Regions from separate parts of the Mus musculus genome. Here region 2 is linked to region 1. Evidence: chromatin contacts called from public HiChIP or PLAC-seq data. All regions are on one chromosome and are shown on one strand. The core of a region is the stretch at or near the end of the contact, and the rest is flanking DNA. Distances in the headings are between cores, read along the strand shown. Region 1 holds the start of Hpse (heparanase). Region 2 overlaps Plac8 (placenta-specific 8).

The links. HiChIP or PLAC-seq counts read pairs in DNA pulled down with a chosen protein or histone mark.
Region 2: a contact with region 1 is called in an H3K4me3 HiChIP or PLAC-seq map of bone marrow-derived macrophages, with 2.8 times the contacts expected there. The contact joins the enhancer-like site here to the promoter of Hpse in region 1. A contact is called at or near these places in 5 of 39 promoter capture datasets (the C10 cell line, hematopoietic stem and progenitor cells, hippocampal neurons and 2 more), 3 of 484 Hi-C or Micro-C datasets (bone marrow-derived macrophages, embryonic fibroblasts and embryonic stem cells), 2 of 115 datasets of contacts at active chromatin or transcription factors (bone marrow-derived macrophages and large pre-B cells) and 2 of 9 other capture datasets (adipose tissue and liver).

Annotation. Positions count from the first base shown.
Region 1 is chr5:100,717,735-100,721,262 of GRCm38.p6, reverse strand. Hpse (heparanase) reads left to right here and starts at 1,547. Exons shown (of 12, transcript NM_152803.5): 1 at 1,547-1,871. The coding sequence starts at 1,669.
Region 2 is chr5:100,555,489-100,559,016 of GRCm38.p6, reverse strand. Plac8 (placenta-specific 8) reads left to right here. Exons shown (of 5, transcript NM_139198.3): 4 at 2,422-2,537. The coding sequence ends at 2,526. Among named protein-coding and RNA genes, the nearest start is that of Plac8, 15 kb to the left of the region's middle. Within about 2 kb of position 1,681, at least 16 of the 459 cell types and tissues checked have an H3K27ac peak or open chromatin away from gene starts, as enhancers often do. A contact at or near this core is called in bone marrow-derived macrophages and liver, where this site is marked.

The sequences.
Region 1 (3,528 bases), core at 298-2,797:
TGACACTGGGAGGGAGGTGACAGGTGAAATCATGTCACAACACAGATGGGAAAAGGCCCCATCATCTGAGTCCCCCTTCCATAAGATTATACACCCTGGACAGTTGTCTGTTACCATGACAATTTTCTTTTTACATCCTATGGCTATAGCATATCAACTCAATGCAGGTCAAAGCATTAACTAGGCAGGTAATTTTTAAATCACCCAGACAGACAGATGGGTGCAGATTAGATATACATTTCATTAAAAATTCGTTATTATTTATTGCTTTGCTGTTGGTGCAATCTAAACGGAAAAATGTAAGTGTCATTGGCTTACTCAGTAAATATGAATGGATTACCTACTAAAGACCAAGCACAGTACCACGTATGAGCATGCCATGGGTATCCCACAGGCCCCATCTCTGCCATGGGTATCCCACAGGCCCCATCTCTGCTTCGGAGGACTTTTTAAGCCCAGAGATAAGGTGAGCAAGCAATGAGCAACATCACAAGTGTAGACAGTTCTAACATGGAGGATACTGGGAGGATGCTTGCTGTGTGTGCTATGTGAAATGTGTGGTGAGACCTCACACTGGGGAGCCTCAGCTGCCTGGAAGCTCAGGAAAGCTTCCTCAAGGGGACTGCAAAGCAGCAGAGACAGGCTGCCATCTGCTTGGCCTTGTACACCTGAGTTCAGCTAGCGCTGATGCTTGGGCAGATTGGTGTGTGTGAGTGTGTGTGTGTGTGTGTGTGTGTGTGTGTGTAGCATGGTTCAAGCTTCTTTCATGGTAACACACACACACACACACACACACACACACACACAAGCTTCAGCACTTGTTTGCTATCATTATATACCAGTGTAAAATGTCAAGGGAAAACAAAAGTTGCAGCAACCGCAAAAGATGGGTTTGGGGGAGGGGTTGCTCAGGATTCCAAGGGTAGTTGCTTGGGGGCTTCTTGCTGGGTTTTAGCGGTTGGCCAAGCCTCAGAGCAACTCTTAGGCAGGCTCTCCCAAATACTGTTTTCATAATACTGCTTTAAAAACAGGGTCCCCACCACCATCACCACCACCCCCGTGCAAGGACCGATTTCTAGTTGCATTTTAGCCAATGCTCGGATCAGGTTTTTCAAGCGACAAAGAGATACCTGAGATCCTGGGCAGAGGACATCCTAGCTCGGTCAGATTTGGGCAGGCTCAAGTGACCAGTGTCTTAAGGCAGAAGGGAGTCGGGGTAGGGTCTGGCTGAACCCTCAACCGGGGCTTTTAACTCAGGGTCTAGTCCTGGCGCCAAATGGATGGGACCTAGAAAAGGTGACAGAGTGCGCAGGACACCAGGAAGCTGGTCCCACCCCTGCGCGGCTCCCGGGCGCTCCCTCCCCAGGCCTCCGAGGATCTTGGATTCTGGCCACCTCCGCACCCTTTGGATGGGTGTGGATGATTTCAAAAGTGGACGTGACCGCGGCGGAGGGGAAAGCCAGCACGGAAATGAAAGAGAGCGAGGAGGGGAGGGCGGGGAGGGGAGGGCGCTAGGGAGGGACTCCCGGGAGGGGTGGGAGGGATGGAGCGCTGTGGGAGGGTACTGAGTCCTGGCGCCAGAGGCGAAGCAGGACCGGTTGCAGGGGGCTTGAGCCAGCGCGCCGGCTGCCCCAGCTCTCCCGGCAGCGGGCGGTCCAGCCAGGTGGGATGCTGAGGCTGCTGCTGCTGTGGCTCTGGGGGCCGCTCGGTGCCCTGGCCCAGGGCGCCCCCGCGGGGACCGCGCCGACCGACGACGTGGTAGACTTGGAGTTTTACACCAAGCGGCCGCTCCGAAGCGTGAGTCCCTCGTTCCTGTCCATCACCATCGACGCCAGCCTGGCCACCGACCCGCGCTTCCTCACCTTCCTGGGGTAAGTGCAGCCCCTAGGTTCTGTCCCTTCGTCTGTCCTCGGCTCCCCCTCGCCTGTCCAATCACACTCGCGAGGGCCAGCCACTCTCTTCGCTCAAACAACTTTGTGTTTGCTCTCTGGAGCCTCCCTCCTGTGTGCACTCACCCCTCAAAAGACTTTTCCTGATTCATTTACTCAGCGCTTGTTGCCTGGGCACCAGCCAGGTCCAGGTATGAAGTGGAAATTTGGAGGAAAACAAAAACAAAACAAACGAAGCTGTCATAAACCTTAGCACTTTGTCTGGAGCCTTTGAATTTTGCTTCAGTGTAAGACCAGTAAGCTGGTGTCCCTTAAACTCTGTTAGGAAGTTTTGATTTAAAAGAGGAAGAAAGAAAAGATAGGAAAAGCCTCTATGGAGAAGAACCATTATTCATCTTGCTGCCTTTTAAGCATTTAAACATTACTGGGCTGGGTGTGATACAGTTAATGGACTGTGTACCTCGCATGCAAGAAGACCTGCATCCATCCCCAGAGCTGTGTAATCCCTGGCATGGGCACACACTTGCAGACTGGCACTTGGGAAGTAGGTGTAGGAGGATCAGGAGTTAACGGCGATCTTTAGCAACGTAGCAAGTTTGAGGGTAGACTGGACTGAATAGGAGTGGAGGGAGGAGAGAGAGAGATGGAGAAAGGAGCCGGAGACTGACTGACTGACTGACTGGGAAAATGATAGAGGTCAGTGGGACAGACAGGAGAGAATATGACCAAAAATACACTTTATACACATTTGAAGATGTCGTGACGAAACCCCATTATTATGTATAATTAATATATGCTAATAAAAACACCATAGAGGCACGATTCTCCAAGATGAGGGTGCAGAGCGGAGGCTGCCTCATCAACTGCAGGAACCACATCTCTGGCCCCTGTTCCGTGAGTGCAGACTGTCCCCAAGATGAAAGGCTCAGGCACAGTCATAGGCCTTCTAAACTTGGGAGCCTCCAGAGATGACCACGTCCTTTGTTGTTTTTGACATTGTGTAACCACTATTGAAGGCTGACCTTGAACTTTTGATCTCCCTGCCTCTTGAGGGCCACCACACTCAGCTGACTACATCTTCACCAGCCCATTCTGTCACCATTGTCAAAGGCCTAGACTTCGATCGCATGTCCAAGCCCACACTATCTGGCATCACTGCAGATCTCACACAGATTCATCCCCATGGCTAAGGGTCTGGTAGTCCAACTACCCTGTTTTCTCCAATCTGACTCATTGGATTTCTGTAATGGCTTGAGAGAGTTGGTGCTTCTTACAAAGCTTGAAGGTTAAGCTAATTGTTTCGTCTTGCCTAGCATACACAAAATCCTGGGTTTCATCCACAACATTTTGTAAAACGAGGCATGGTGGCTCATGACCTCCACCCCAGCATTTAGGAGCCAAAGACGTAAGGATCAGCAGTTCAAGGCTATCCTCGGCTACATAGCAAGGCCGGGGTGAGCTGCAGCAGACGTTATCTTAAAAAAAGAAAAGAAAAGAAAGAAAAATGTAAAGGTCTGTTGTGATGGTGGACGCGTTTAAGCCCAGCATCTGGGAGGCAACGATGAAGAAAGTAAGGTTGTGGGGAATTAAATAACTCATCTGTGACCCATCAGCTAGTAAATAGAAGTAGTCTTTGAAG
Region 2 (3,528 bases), core at 432-2,931, 160 kb after region 1:
GTGGCTCACAATCATCTGTAATGGGATCTGATGCCCTCTTCTGGCCTAACAGGTGCAGATAGAGTTCAAATATATTTAATTAATTAATAGAAAAAGAAAAACAGAGAGAAAGAGAGAGACCCGTTGGTGATTTTAAAGCCATGATGGAAACCCATAAGTCATAAACTTGGGGAGTAGGCTGTCGAGCTGGATAGATATTTGTGGATGAATTGGCATTCAAGTCCACGGGCAATTTACAAGCAGACTTTTTTCCTATTCAAGAGAAATCCATTTTTTTTTCTATCAAGGTCTTCAGCTAGCTGAGGGTGATAACACACACACACACCCCTGAGATTTTAGGGCTTGGAAGTTGAGGCAGGAAGATTAAGAGGTTGACACCAGCCTGAGGTACATAGCATGACCCTGTCAGAAAGAAGGGGCGTCAGGAGGGACAGGCCAGAGGATAAAGCTGGAGAGAGCTCAGTTGGTGAATCCTTGCTCTGCAAGCCTAAGGACCTGAGGTCAATCCCAGCACTGGGGAGGTGGGGACAGGTGGATCTCTGTGGCCCCCTGGCCAGACTCACTGAGTCTCAGGTCCCAATAAAAAGGTCTTTCACTAACTGGAAGAGAGAGGTCCATCTATGTTATGTAAAGTGATCTATTGTATCCCAAGTCTACAGACTTAAACATTAATTTTTATGTCAAATACATCTTCAACAAACTTCTAGAATGATGTTGAACCACACATCTATGTCCATCTATGGCCTAGACAAGGTAAGACATAAACTTGACCATCACAGAAAGCAAAAAAGCATGCAGCATTTTCCAGGAATCTATTTTAATTTCACTGAAATTGTTTTTTCACTTGAGAAATTTAATCGGTATCTTTTAATTGCAAAGTAAATATCTATCTAATTTAAAAAAAACTAACAAACTTAAAATAGAAACGTATGAAGTAAAAAGTGAAAATTGAACCCTTTAGTTACCAAGTCCACTGCCTGGTTGGTAATAAACAATAACTTGTGAGCATCTTCTTCGGCTATGCTTCTGTCCTTGTGACTTACAGGAACACATTTCTGTAAATGCTGATGGTTTGTAGATTGATAGTCTCGGAGGGATATTTGTTAGTATCTTGGAGTGTGTGCACCCAGTCTTAAGACCTGCGACAATACCCACCCTTTTCTCCTGTGCGTCTCCTGGAGCCCTGAGGCCCACATTGGGAGGCTCTGGGATTGGACCTTCTGCCCTAGCGTCCCAGGACAACTGCCCTAGGGCAGGTTTGGCTCTCTGCCCGATTTCCCTGTTCCCTGATGCTTAACTTGGGGTTTATCTAGTGTAACGTCCCCACCTCTCCGCCCATGGCTGCTTCCTGTTGTGAGTTCTGCGACTCTTGCTTGACTTTTCTCCTTCGAGGATGGGAATTCTAACCTTCTGTGTTTATCCCAAATTGCCTTACTTCCCTGTTTCCTAGTGTGGATTTCTTTTTTAATGGATGAAAACTGCAGGCCTCAAGCAAATAGTTCTTTAAATGATCTCATTTTATAGACTGTCATTCCCTGACTTCCTTTGCCTAGAGCAATTTTTATTCCCTTTGCTTTGGATGTTCTTGGACATTCGCTTCTCCGCGTGGGCTTTACCTACAAACTCCACCGAGCGCGAGCCCGGCTTTAGTGCCCTTACCTTCCTGGTTCCCACCCCATGCCTCTGTGTTCCTTTGCCTAATTCCTTGTCCAGGCTTTATGTGTATAAATGTGTCACAGTCAGTATCTTAAAGCGAGTGTGGTTACATTTCCTGCCAAACTTTTACTTTCTAAATTGGTTTTTAGGAGTACTTTGACCCCAAGTTCTTTGCCACTTCCCTAAATCTCTTCCCAAACTGCTCGCCACATCACGTGCCCAGTGCTTTTCATCCTGGTGTAATTGTTTTGAGCCAAATAGCGTCCGGGCTGTGAGATCTGACGTTCTAAGTCTCCGTCTTGTACTCTCGGACTTGGTAGTTTGATTGACACTTATATTCTCAGAATTATAAAGTCCTAGAATGAAGAAGCAAGTGTTACATGGGAGAAAGTCAGCTAACGTTTTCCTAAAGGTATCTAAACTGAATCCAGGGCAAATGAGATGGCTCAGCAGATAGAAAAGCACTTCCGGCCAAAGCGGACGACCCAAGTTCAATCCCCAGGACCCAGAGGGTGGAGGGAGAGAACTGACTCCTGCAGGTCCTCCTCCCCCACCCCCATCTCTGTGCACAGGCGCACTCGAACACACACACACACACACACACACACACACACACACACACACACACACACGAAATAAAAAAATAAACCGTAAAAAGTAATAAACAGAATCCAAAGAATCGGTGCTTTTGGCTCTCCTTAAAATGCCCCAAAAACCCACAAGCAGTGCTGGCTTCCATTCATGTGTCTCCCGTGTCTTCCACAGGGATCTATTTGTGATGACTACATGGTCACACTCTTCTGTCCTGTTTGCTCTGTGTGCCAACTCAAGAGAGACATTAACAGGAGGAGAGCCATGAACGCTTTCTAAGGAGCTGGATGGTGAGTTAGTGTGGGGCTTGGGCCACAGAATTAGGGGCTGGGGAAGTTATTCATTGTTTGGAATAACACTTCAGAAGTGACAGTTTCTTAAGTCTCCCGTGCCATCTCATTATAATAATGTAATATAATTGGTTGTGATTTTTTTTTCTTCGTTTAAGCCACATTTATTGAATAATGGTGACATTTTACAAACTTACCAGAATCATTTTGGTCTATGAATGAAGCAACTTACCACTTATATAAGCTACAGAGTACACAAGACAAGTTGAAGCTGGGCTTGGTGGTGCATCCTGTAACCCCCAAACCCGGGAGACAGAAGAAGGGTTGCCCTCAAACCCAGTGTTGTCTACAAAATAAGTTCCAGTCTACTCAGGGCTACATAAGAAGTTCTGTCTCAAAGCTTAAATGATGGAGGGGGGTGGTTCACTGTGTAAATTACTTGCTGTTTAAGCAGAAGGACCTGAGTTTGGAGTCCCAGAACCAATGTGTGTGTCCAATATGTGTGTTCACACCTGTATGCATGCATGTGTGAAAGTGTGCAGGTGTGTGAGTTTATGAGTTTGTGAGAGTATGTGTGACTGTGTGTGTGCCCGTGTGCACGCATGTGTGCATGTGGGTATGAGTTTGAGTGTGAACGTGTATGTGTGTGGGGTGTGTGTGTGTGTGTGTGTGTGGTGTCCAACACTTTATAATCCCGACACACAGGGCTGAAACAATTGAATCTCTGGGGCCCGCTGACTAGCAAGGCTAGACAAAAGAACAAGCTTCAGGTTAGTTGGAGCCAGTCTAAAAAAAAAAAAGTGGAGGGCTGGAGAAATGGCTCAGCGGTTAAGGGCACCAATAGCTCTTCCAGAGGTCCTGAGTTCAATTCCCAGCAACCACATGGTGGCTCACAACCATCTGTAATGGGATCTGATGCCCTCTTCTGGTGTGTCTGAAGACAGCAATGGTGATATATATATATATATAATCTTTTTTAAAAAATGGAGAA